Linked DNA regions of Sus scrofa: region 2 is linked to region 1. Evidence: chromatin contacts called from public promoter capture Hi-C data. All regions are on one chromosome and are shown on one strand. The core of a region is the stretch at or near the end of the contact, and the rest is flanking DNA. Distances in the headings are between cores, read along the strand shown. Region 1 holds the start of GARS (glycine--tRNA ligase). Region 2 holds the start of ZNRF2 (E3 ubiquitin-protein ligase ZNRF2).

Region 1 (6,040 bases), core at 1,023-3,522:
CTACTGAATGGGAGAAAATATTTGCAAATGATATGACTGATAAGAGGTTAATATCCAACATATATAAACAGCTCATACAAGTCAACATCACAAAACCAAACAACTCAATAAAAAAATGGGCACGAGAACTGAACAGGCATTTTTCCAAAGAGGAAATGCAGATAACCAACAGGCACATGAAAAGATGCTTAACACTGCTAATATCACCTCACACCTGTCAGCATGGCTATCATCAAGAAGAATACAAATAACAAATGTTGGCAAGGATGTGGAGAAAATGGAACCCTCTTACACTGCTGGTGGGAATGTAAACTGGTGCCTCCACTGTGGCAAACAGTATGGAGGTTTCTCAAAAAACTAAAAATATGACCCAGCAATTCCACTTCTGGGTATATCTCTGAAAAAAGCAAAAACACTAATTTGAGAAGATACATGCACGCCAATGTTCATGGCAGCATTACCTATAATTGCCAAGATAAAAAACCAACCTAAGGGTCCATCAACAAATGAATGGATAAAGGAGATATGGAACGTATATACACGGGAACAAAACTCATCCATAAAAAATAATGAAAATTTGCCACTTGCAGCAATATGCATGCCACTTGTAGCAACAGGGTACTGTGGTAAGTGAAATAAGTCGACAATGACAGATACTGTATGATATCACTTATATGTGGAATCCCCAAAAATAAAGCAAACTAGTGAATATAACAAAAAAAGAAACAGACTCACAAATATAAAGAACAAACCCGAGGTTACCAAGGGGAGAGGGAAGAGGGAGGGGAATTAAGAGGTACCAACTATTACATACAGAATAAGCTACAGGGATATACTGTACAACACAGGGAATATAGCTGGTATTTTATAACTATAAATGGAGCATAACCTCCAAAAATGGTGACTATCTTGAATACCGGTAACATATAATATTGTATATCAGCTATACTTCAATACTTTTAAAAACAATTACCTTTAAAGGCAAATAAAAATTATGATTAACAAATATCAAATCTTGAAATTAAAGTTTAAAAAATGCAAATTGTTTAATATTGCAGAAGATCCCTCTGTACCTGCTCTGCTTATGCTAAATTGTGCGTACTTCTCCAGAACCATAAACTGGAACAGGAGGAGAATACGGACTTTCACAATTCTAGGAAAGGCGGCTTCCTTCTGCTGAGCCTGACTACTCCTGTACACTCCTGGGGAAGAACAGTTGGTCACGGGTAAGGTGTGTATGCTTGGTCTGAGGAGATACTGTCTGAAAGTGGCTGCACCAACCCACAATCCTTTAAGCCACGTGGGAGAGTCCCAGAGCATCACCTGGCATTTCCCCTCATTTTCATTTTAGGCATTCTGGTGGGTGTGTGCATTGCTATTTCTGCAGTTCACACAGACTTATTTTTCTATTCCCTCTGTGGAAAGCGAATTCAGTTTTTTCAGTCAACCTGCCCTTGGAGCAGGAGGGAGGGAGGAAGCCATCTCTGGAGCGTCCATCAGCTGGGGCATAACTAGAAGAGGCAGGTCCGCCGAGGCAAGGCCAGGGAGAGGGAACCCCAGGCACCTGGATGCTCATCTCCACTCCCCTGCACATTATCGTTTGCCACCCTTTTCTCATCTCTTTGTCTCTTGCCCGCCCTCATCTCTTCTGATTCAAATCCTATTCGCCCTGCAAAGGCTGGTCAGCAACATCTCCAAAAAGCCCGTCATTCTTCCTTTCCCTTTCCCCAGGTTTTGTCTTGACATTGGCAAGGCGTGGATGGGTGAAGGTGGGCGAATCGTTAACTTCTCTTGCTTCCTTTCCTGAGGATCACCCGAGCTTCGAGCAACACTCAGTCTAAGTCCTTATCTGATTTCATCGTTTAATGACCCTTTAAGAACCAAGGGGCGGGGAGTGGGCAGCGGCTTGGGTCGCTGCAGTTATGGTTTGGGTTTCATCCCTAGCCCGGAACAACTTCCACACGCCGAGGCTGCAACAAAATAACAACAAACCCCACAAAAAACCAGGGGGCAAAAGAACAGAAACTAAGTGGGTCCTCCCGCGGGTCGGCCCGAGTGTCAGTGCCCGTACACAAGCCTTTGCTCCGAAGCTCCTCACGAGTTTCAGTCTGCAAGTTTCAGAGGGAGCTGCGTCCCTAAATACCACCAACACACTGTGCAAATCTCTTCGCCGAGGGTATACCTGGAACCCGGTCTCCCGCCACAGCGCCCGAGGTGGAACAAGCGCTCTCGGGGCTCTGAAGGATTCTGGGTTCTTCCGGGTTTTGTGTCGAATCAGCCGGTGGCGACCCAGCGCCGCGTCGCGGGGTGAGGAATGTGCGGCTGCGCGCGCGCCGCGGCGTTTACTTGGCGATTTCATCATGCTCCGGGCCGGGCCGCGCGCACCGCTTCCGCCGCCGCCCCCTCCAGACCTCCCAGGGCTGCCGGCTCATGCCCTCTCTGCGCCCGGCGCTGCTAAGAGCCGCCCGCGCCGCGCTGCTGCTGTCGCCACCGCCCCGGCTCCCAGCCCAGCCGCCGCTCCTGCCCTGCCGGCACATCAGCAAGCCCGCCCGCGCCCCGATCTCGTCCCCCGCCGCCTCCGCCGCCGCCTCCCGGAGCAGCATGGACGGCGTCGGGACTGAGGAGGTGCTGGCACCTCTCAGGCTAGCGGTGCGCCAGCAGGTACCGGCATTCTGCACCTTTCCTAAGCCCGCGCTCTCCTCCCTTTAGTGCCCTCCTGCTCATCCTCTCTCTCTCCCCCGGGCACCAGTCCACATCGCGGATTAGATTCCACCTCTCCTTCGTTCTCTGGAAGCCCTTGGTTTCCTGGCATCTTCCTCGCCTACCCTACTTTGGACCCGGGTCCCCGCGTGCGTCGGCCACCTTCCCTTCCGTGGACCCTTGTCCTTCTCTCTCCTTGGTGTCTCCATCGGATCCCTTCGACTTCCTGCGTTCCTCCTCTCACAATCTGTTCTCCTTTTCTCTTCCTTGTTCCTGCCGGTCTTTCTTCCCTCTCCGGTGAGACTGGGATCTGTGATCCCCTTGGTTCTTCTCCTGCCCTGGCTCAATAAGCTCCACTTCACTTTTCCAGTCCCTCCTATGTTTGTGCTCCCTGGATGGCGAGATGCCTAGTTCTTGCCTGGTCAATTACCAGCCGGAGCTGCGGGTGCTCTCCTTACGGCCTGACTTTCTTTTTTAATCTTCAGGATGCTTTGGATAGTGTTTTCTTCTTGGTGTCTTCCTTCATTCAGTGCTTAGTTAGTCTTGTGGTCCGCTGAAGACATAAAAATAGTTGAAACGTGGATGTGAGGAGGTGTTGAACTTTTTTCTTTTCTAATAATGTTAAGTTCATCATTCTTCGCTCCTCTCATCTTTTCTGAGTCCCGAAAGGGTCATTTGGAGTGGGTGAGCTTTCAGATCGTAAACGTGGGAAGCTGTAAATGTTCTTGAGTTACTCGGTGAAGTCAGCCATCCATCGTATGGAACATTTTGAAATTTGGAGGAAGGGAGGAAGGTTTCATAGGCTGGAGGGCTTGTGATTAATGCAGGCCTCCTTTTCCTAGGGCACTGCATGGATATCAGAATTTAGAGAAGACAGAGAAAGGTTATTTCAAAGGGATTCTCATATCCATTCAGGTAGAACCAAAAGCTCAGATTAGGACCCTGAGGATCCGATGACTAGTAGCAAACGCCAAACGGGTTTCTCCTGCACGGGTGCCTGATGCAATAACTTGCCTTAGCTACGGAGGGAGGAACCTTCTCCGAAATAATTCATTGGGGCAGAGCTGCCGCAAATTCGGCGAATTCTGCCACTTTATCTACTTCTCTCAAGTTTGAGCCTGACTGATTCAATAGAGTTTTATTTTGAGATTTCACTAGGGGCTTAATTTTTTCTTTATTCTTCGTTATCAGAGCGCTATGAGTGCTTATTCTCTGTCTCCATCCACCCACCCTCCCCAAATAAAATTAGGTGTGGTTCCTTTGTCTTTTCTGTAACTCTCAACCTTTTTCTCCCCCATATCCCTCACTTTAGATGGGAGAATACATCTAATTTGGAAAAACACGTACTCAAACCCCTCCCTCTGCCACGTTAGCCTGGAACTGCAGTGCAAGTTACCCATCTATAGTAAGATTGTGGAACTAGTTAACTGAAGTAAACTTTGATGATGGAACAACTTTCCAATGCTATTACTGTCTTGCCTATTGTTTCTGTTGGCTTGATTGTTAGTTTTTTTGTACTTAAGGTATTTTCTGAATATGTGAGTTAGTGGGTTTTTTTTTTTTTTTTCCTAATTTTCCAGGACCACACATATATCAGTTAATAGAATTTTGAATGACACTGATTTCAGGGTCAGCTGGAAGGGAGTTTAGAGATCATCTAGTTACCCCCCCCCCCTTTTGGCTTATGGGTTCGTGAGCTGCACTGTCATCTCTACCCATTTTGCATAATTCCACTGTGAAGTCTGTAAAGTGGAAAACATCCTTGGAGTGGGATTTTTAAGGTGGTTAACAACTGGTCTTGTTAGTGGCATGTGTTTCATATAAATATATATTTAATGTAAATTTGCCAATCTGCTCTGCTGCTGTTTTTTCAAGATTTGATTTGTTGATTGACTGAAGTGTATTTTCCCATGGCATATTCTTAGTTATTTCCTGGAGAATTTGGTTATGCGGTTTGTTAGGAGGGCCTTACAGCATCTAGAAAACTGTTAGTTGTTTGATGAAGGGCACACTAGGGGGCAACTGAGTTAAAAAAAAAAAAAAAGCAGTTGGGGGGAGTTCCCTTCCTGGTGCATTGGAAATGAATCCTACTAGCATCCATGAGGATGCAGGTTCAATCCCTGGCCTCACTCATTGGGTTAAGGATCTGGCGTTGCGGTAAGCTGTGGTATAGGTTGAAGATATGACTTGGATCCCGAATTGCTGTAGCTGTGGTGTAGGCCAGCAGCTGGTAGCTCTGATTCAGCCCCTAGCTTGGGAACTTCCATATGCTGCGAGTGTGGCCCTAGAAAAAAAGGGGAATTAGCTTAGGGCGGCCAGACTTTATTTTGCCAAATAAGGGTGTTTAGAAAATTGCAATCAACAAACTACTATCTGATTTCTCCTTTCATTTCATACCAAAAAAAGGCAGACCATAACTCAGACTAAAGAACAGTCTTTTATATTTAGTACGTTTAACTTTGCAAAAAGGTCTAATATATTGTCTTCGCTCACCCCCCCATGCCCCCAGTTTAGCACATATTGATGAAAACTTTGCCCTGGAGTTTCTTGTTTGAAACCTATTGCTCTAGGGCAATGGTGCTAAAAGTATGGTCTGCAAACCCTTGGAGGTCTTCAAGGTTAAAACCGTTTGCACAATAAAATGAAAATATTATATGCATTTTTCACTGTGTTGACATTTGCACTGATGGTGCAAAGCTTGGTGAATAAAACTGCTAGCCCTTCAAGTAAGGGACACTAAACCAAACTGGGTCATATTCTCTGCCACACTCTCTCAGTTAAAAAAAAAAAAAAAAAAAGTCAGTTTTGCCTTAAAGTGTCTGTAACAAAGCAGTAAAAATGATTAATTTTATTACATTCAGACCTCTGTGGGCAATCTTTTTAATATTCTGTGTGACTGCATGGGAAGTATGGCTGAAGGATGCCCAAATGTGATGATTGTCTCAGGAAAAGCACTTATTTTTTTAATTGTTATTTCCCCAATACAATTATTTTTTCTACTGTACAGCATAGTGACCCAGTTACATATACATGTATACATTCTTTTTTCTCCCATTATAAGAAAAGCACTTATGATTGTTTGAGTTGCAAGCCAAACTCACTTTTTTTCATGGACCCTTCTAAAATGTCTGACAAACAGTTGTTATTCAGTCTTGGGTATTGGGCATTCATTCATTATCTGGAAAATAAGTGAAGAAAGACTTACTTCAGGAAACAACTGATAGTATTTGCGGCCAATAATAAAATTCAATTTGGGGAAATTTTAGAATTTTGGAAAATTTGTATCTATCGCTGTGAATTTGACAGCTTCCCAGTACTTCACGACTTTTCTGATGAGCTA
Region 2 (5,758 bases), core at 2,755-5,254, 300 kb before region 1:
TTAGGAGTTCCCGTCGTGGCGCAGTGGTTAAGGAATCCGACTAGGAACCATGAGGTTGCGGGTTCGGTCCCTGCCCTTGCTCAGTGGGTTAACGATCCGGCGTTGCCGTGAGCTGTGGTGTAGGTTGCAGAGGCGGCTCGGATCCCGTGTTGCTGTGGCTCTGGCGTAGGCCGGTGGCTACAGCTCCGATTCAACCCCTAGCCTGGGAACCTCCATATGCCGCGGGAGCGGCCCAAGAAATAGCAACAACAACAACAAAAGACAAAAAGACAAAAGACAAACAAAAAAAAAAAAAAAAAAAGATTTCACATTTAGCTTAGATATTTGACAGCCAGACAGTGATTCTTGTGTGTGGCAAAGACATGCGTGTCATGTGCTTGCCAAAACTATTTTCTTCTTTTCCTGGGTACCCACAAAATCACATTTTCTGACCCTTTTGCAGGTAGTTAGACCATGTTGGTCTCTGCCAACATGGATAGTGTGCAGAAGGGATGTGAACTCTTCCAGGCTTGGCGAAAACTTCTTCCAAAGTTTACCCCTTTCCTTTGGCTAGCTGGTGTATAGGATAGAGTGAAGGACTCCCAGCCTGTATCCCTGAGTCGCCACCTGGAGAAGAGACACTCAGGATTGCCACTCAAGGGAAACGTTTGGAGTGAGATGAGAGGGTGTACCAATTAAACTTGTAATGTGCTTTCATTGTATCAAGACCCTGAGGTTTGGGGGCTTATTTCTACCGCCTGGCTCAGCCTGCCTGCCTAAGATGCTGGGCCTGGCACTGAACAACACAAAACACATATTTATGAGCTGAATGAATGATCATTACAACTCTGATTTTTATCCACTTATGTCCAATGTTCAGTATTTATTCAACAAATACTTACCTAGAGGCTACTGAGTGCCAAGCATCGCAACATTGAGCAAAAAACGTTTTCCATGCCTCCAGGGAACTTATAGTCTTGTGAGAAATGGACATAAATAATCAAACAAATGTAAAATTCCAACCGTGGTGTGAGGTGTGTTGAGGACATGGCTCGGATTGTCAGTGTCGAAAAATGAGACACATGAACACAGGGCGATCCCGACAAGGCTCTTTACTTCTGCAGAAGGGCGTGGGTGCTCCAAAAAGCGTGATCCGAACAAAGAACCCGCCCCTATTTATCTCTAACGCAGGTGTTTTACCTGTCCCCTTCCCATTGGTCAGGTCAGGGCGCGCATCCTTCCCGGTTGGCTAATTTGAAACAAATTGTTCCTGGGAGAAGAGGGAAGGGGGGGCGGTGGGTAGAAAGGCGTTTCAGCCCAAACTGGAACAAAATGGAGTAACCAAGATTTCCTTTGATAGAAAAGGCATTATGTTGCTTTCCACAGGTGTGAATATTGTAAACCTGACACTATAAGGGAATTTTTTTTTTCCTGAGTGGGAATAAAAGTTGAATGCTTTTAAAATGTAATTAATGTCTGGATAAAAATGATTTAAAGAATTCTCACTGTCGCTCAGTGGGTTAAGAACCTGACATTGGGTCCATGAGGATGTGGGTTCTATCCCTGGCCTTGCTCAGCAGGTTAAGGATCCAGCGTTGCCACAAGCTGCAGTCGCAGATGCAGCTCAGATCCGGTATTGCTGTGGCTGTTTGATCCCTAGCCTGACAACTTCCCTATGCCACAGGTGCAGCCTTAAAAAAAGAAGCGATTTAAAAATACGTTTGGATGTAAAGCAAAATATAATTAAATCTGGATACAAGTCAGAGTCAGAGAGTTAAATCTTCCCATTTAATGGCTTTGCTCCATATTATAGAGATAACCATAAACCTTTCAAAATGCATAATGTATAATGATATATAAAATTTTATACATGATAAAATGTATATTGGTGAATGTGAAAGTCTTTATCGGTTGTTAGCTCCTCAGAAACTTGCAAAAGCCTTTTACTCCTTTTTAAAAGTCATAAGTTTGTTACTTTTCTGTATTAACAGTAAGTTCTTACCGTATTGATAACAAATTCCTGCTGAGCCAGAGTTTTATACTAAAGGCCTATTCAATAAAAGTTAAATCAGATCAAATCACCAAATACCGTCTTATCTTAGAACTTGTGGGTTCCCCTGTGGTGTAGGTTCGATCCCTGGCCCAGGAACTTGTGCATGCCATGGGCACCACCAAAAAAAAAAAATTAAGCTTGTTATTCTGGTAGCCACACTGGCCGTTCAATGCACACTTCAGATCATACACAAGATGGAAGAATTTTAGATTTGAATTGAGTAGCTTTGCATAACACACACAATACATAGATACCTATATATTCTTCACTTGTGTAGAAACTTGATTCTCATACTTCGAAGAATGATAAAAATCATTACATAAATGACTCATTATAAATACAGAAAAAAGACAAAGTATTTATTTCTGCAGTTTGTGAAAAAATACCAGTTGCTATTATTTTCACATAGAGGACACCTCAGACATTTTAAAAGTGGGTGGGTCAGAGCAGGCTGTCCACTGGCTGTCTACAGACCATGCTTTGCCACCCCAATACCACATCACATTGAGGAACAGAGGGAGAATTTTACTGCCACTTTAGAGAAACATTAGGATTTTAACGCTGCAGATGCCCTAGGGATTTGATACAAACATCTCACGTAAGGGAACTAAGGTTCAAAAAGGTAAAATAATTTATTACATGTAATGGAGTTTTGTTCCTATACCCAGATCTGAGGTATCCTGAATCGCGTGCAGCTTTCTCTGCGCCACTGTTTTTGCCCTACCAGTGAAGATCAGGCTGGATTATCCTTAATTCTTCCAACTCCGTGCCTTCTCCACACTGGGAGTGTTTAACGGGACAGATCTTATTCAGATCAAGTTGGCTTCTGCCTCCACGGTTCTTTGTTTTGTTTTCGCTGTTTTCAGTCTTTTACCACAAGCATTGGTGAACTTCTATTTAAAAGGCACACTCAGAGCAACACCAAGGAAGAGCCTAACACCCACCCAAACTGAACGGCTTTTCAAGACAGAGGATTCCCAGTCCCAGTTGGACAAAGGTGAAGTAGACACAAAGTCCGGTCCAGCGTCCGAGGTCCACGTGCGGGAGGAGGCACCGCCCTCCAGCTGGCACCTTGCCGCCAATCAGAGCAGGCCCTTCGGTGAAGGAGGGGGCGCGCCCTGTGCGGGAGGGCGGGGCCAGAAACCTGTCTATCACCGAATCCGCTGTGGCAGCACCTACCACACCAAGGCACCTAGGCGAGATGGGGCCCGAGCGGGAAGGCCGCGGCCGGCGGGGGCGGGGTCCGGCTGGCGGGAGCCAATCCGACAGGCGGCACCAGGGGGCGGGGGCGGGGTCACCGCGTACGACCCAAATACACGGGTCCCGGCGCACCGTGGAGCCGTGCTGCGCCTTCGCCTTCCGGTGCGAGGGCCGGAGAACCGCCTCCTCTACCCTCCTGGGCACCGCAACCTTCGAGGCCCAGACCCTCCCCTCCCGCCCCTCCTTCTAGGGGGAGCGCGGTGACGGTTGCCGGGAGGCGCGCGCCGCCCCCCTCCCCTTCTGCGTCCTGTCCTCACGCGCCACCCGTTTTTCCTCCTTCTCGGTTAGTAACAGCTGGGTGGCTGGGGGAGGAGGGAAGGTGGCCCCAGCGGAGTCTGGGCGGGCGCCTCCCACTCAGCCGCGAGCCGCCGTGGGAACAGGAGGATGGCGGCGATAGCGGCGGCCGCCCGGGAGGAGGCGGTGCCGAGGCCCCGGGCGCAGAGCGCGGAGGCAGCAGAGAGCGGCAGCGGCTCGTCTCGGCGCCCCAGAACCGAAACCAGCTGCAGCCGCGCAGCCACCTGAGCCGCCGCTCCCGCCAGCAGCCCGGGAGCGGCGCCCGCGGGAGCCGAGACCTGCTTCATCTCCGCCTCTTCTCGTCTCCCGCGCCCCCCGTCAAGCAGCCAGTCTTGCTCGCCGCCCCCGAGGAGAGCGCGCCGGGCGCGACCGCCCCTCGGGGCGCGGGGCGGCGGCCCTGGACGTGCGGACTTCTCTCTGCGCCGGCCCCGGCGCCTCGGCCCTCCCCTTTCGCTCCCGCGCTCGCTCCCGCCCTCCCGGCGCTCCGGGCGCCGCGCGCGGGCCCGGCCCGGGGCAGGGCGGACATGGGAGCCAAGCAGAGCGGCCCGGCCGCTGCTAACGGCCGCACCCGTGCGTACTCGGGCTCGGATTTACCTTCCAGCAGCAGCAGCAGCGGAGGGGCCAACGGGACCGCAGGCAGCGGGGCGCGGGCCGCGGCCGCCGGGAGATTGCCGGCTCAGGTGCCCGGCGCGCACCAGCCTAGCGCCTCCGGCGGCGCCGCGGCGGCCTCGGCGGCCCCGCGCAGCCGCTCCCTCGGCGGGGCGGTGGGAACCGTGGCGTCGGGGGCCCGCGCGGCGCAGTCCACCTTCAGCATCCCCAATAGCAGCAGCGGCCCGTACGGCTCGCAGGACTCGGTTCACAGCAGCCCGGAGGACGGCGGCGGCGGCGGCAGCGGCGGCGGCAGGGACCGGCCGGCGGGCGGGGGCCCCGGCGGGCCGCGCCTGGTGATCGGCTCTTTACCAGCTCACCTCTCGCCGCACATGTTTGGAGGTACGGCCCCTTCCCTCCTTGGCTCCCGGCTCCCGCAGGCGGCACGTGGGCCGCGGCTGCGCTTATTTTTACCCTTCTCCTTCCCTCCTCCAGCCTGAGCGCAGGCGGATCGCCTCGCGGCCCGGCCGGGTCTGGTCACCCCTCCTGGGAGCGGGGGTGGGGGGCGGGAGATCGCCCCTTCGCCCCTGCAGCACCGCTACCGCGCGACCCTGGCGTTTGGTTTTTAAACACCGCGTGCACCTTCACCTCAACGCGGCTCCCCGGTACAGTAAGCCCTTGTTTACCCCCGGAGGTGAAGGGAGCGAGTGCTGTTTTAAAAACAAACCGACGCAACAGCCCTGGTGCTTGTGGTTTTTAGTAGCAGGAAGTCAGGAGAAGACCCGTTGCTAAATGTAGTTCTAACTGGGGACTCGAGTGGCGAGCAGTTTTTAAAGGCCGAAAGCCAAAGGGGTCTCAAATGAACAGAAGAGTATTTGAAAAAGAAGGGAGTTACTGCCTTTGGAGTGACTGTTAATATACAACTATAATTCTTATGTCTGTGTAAATAGTCCCACCTACTGCGTACACTTTAATTGGCTGAATGTGTTAATGAAAAGTATATTTTTAACCCCGGTAAAGTGTTACCTTGGGTAATGGTTCGTGTGCGTCCTGCTGAAAAGAAATTGAGAACAGTTTCTTAAGGAGAGAAACTAGTCATTATCACAACTCTGCCTACAAGATGCAGTAAAAGCCTAGTTGCTTTTGAAAAGCGATGTTCAGTGAAGTTCAGGGAAAGACACTTGTGCAAAGTGGAAATTTCAGTAGCAAACAGGAAGAAGGGTGCACCTGATCTGAGGAAAGTGAATTCCACCTCTTCAGTGGTGTTTTATGGTGATCTCCTTTTTGTCAGTATGGGTAATGCTAAATGAATTAAAGACACTCTCCCTTCCTGTTTCATGAAAAGAAGTCAAATCTGGTTAGGAATGAGAACTATAGATGAAAAACATTTCCGTATCATTGATTGCATTATGCATCATAATAATACTACTTACATTCACAGTTGAGCCCAGATGAATCGTGAAAATACCGTCTTCACCATTTTTGTGCCTCTTTTACTCTTGTTTATAAATGTGAGAAATGTGAGTAGGTAGTTGGTGGAGTGGAATGTTCAATAATGTTCTGTGTTATCAACATTCACGTTAG

Evidence for each region. Promoter capture Hi-C pulls out the DNA fragments that hold promoters and counts their contacts.
Region 2: a promoter capture Hi-C map of liver shows a contact between it and region 1, with 4 times the contacts expected there. The contact joins the promoter of ZNRF2 here to the promoter of GARS in region 1. A contact is called at or near these places in 2 of 5 promoter capture datasets (fetal liver and liver), 4 of 47 Hi-C or Micro-C datasets (embryonic fibroblasts, epiblast stem cells, fetal skeletal muscle and 1 more) and 2 of 2 datasets of contacts at active chromatin or transcription factors (alveolar macrophages and skeletal muscle).

What each region holds. Positions count from the first base shown.
Region 1 is chr18:42,348,433-42,354,472 of Sscrofa11.1, reverse strand. It overlaps GARS (glycine--tRNA ligase), which reads left to right and starts at 2,272. Exons shown (of 17, transcript XM_003134806.6): 1 at 2,272-2,661. The coding sequence starts at 2,431.
Region 2 is chr18:42,650,160-42,655,917 of Sscrofa11.1, reverse strand. It overlaps ZNRF2 (E3 ubiquitin-protein ligase ZNRF2), which reads left to right and starts at 4,004. Exons shown (of 6, transcript XR_002340314.1): 1 at 4,004-4,576.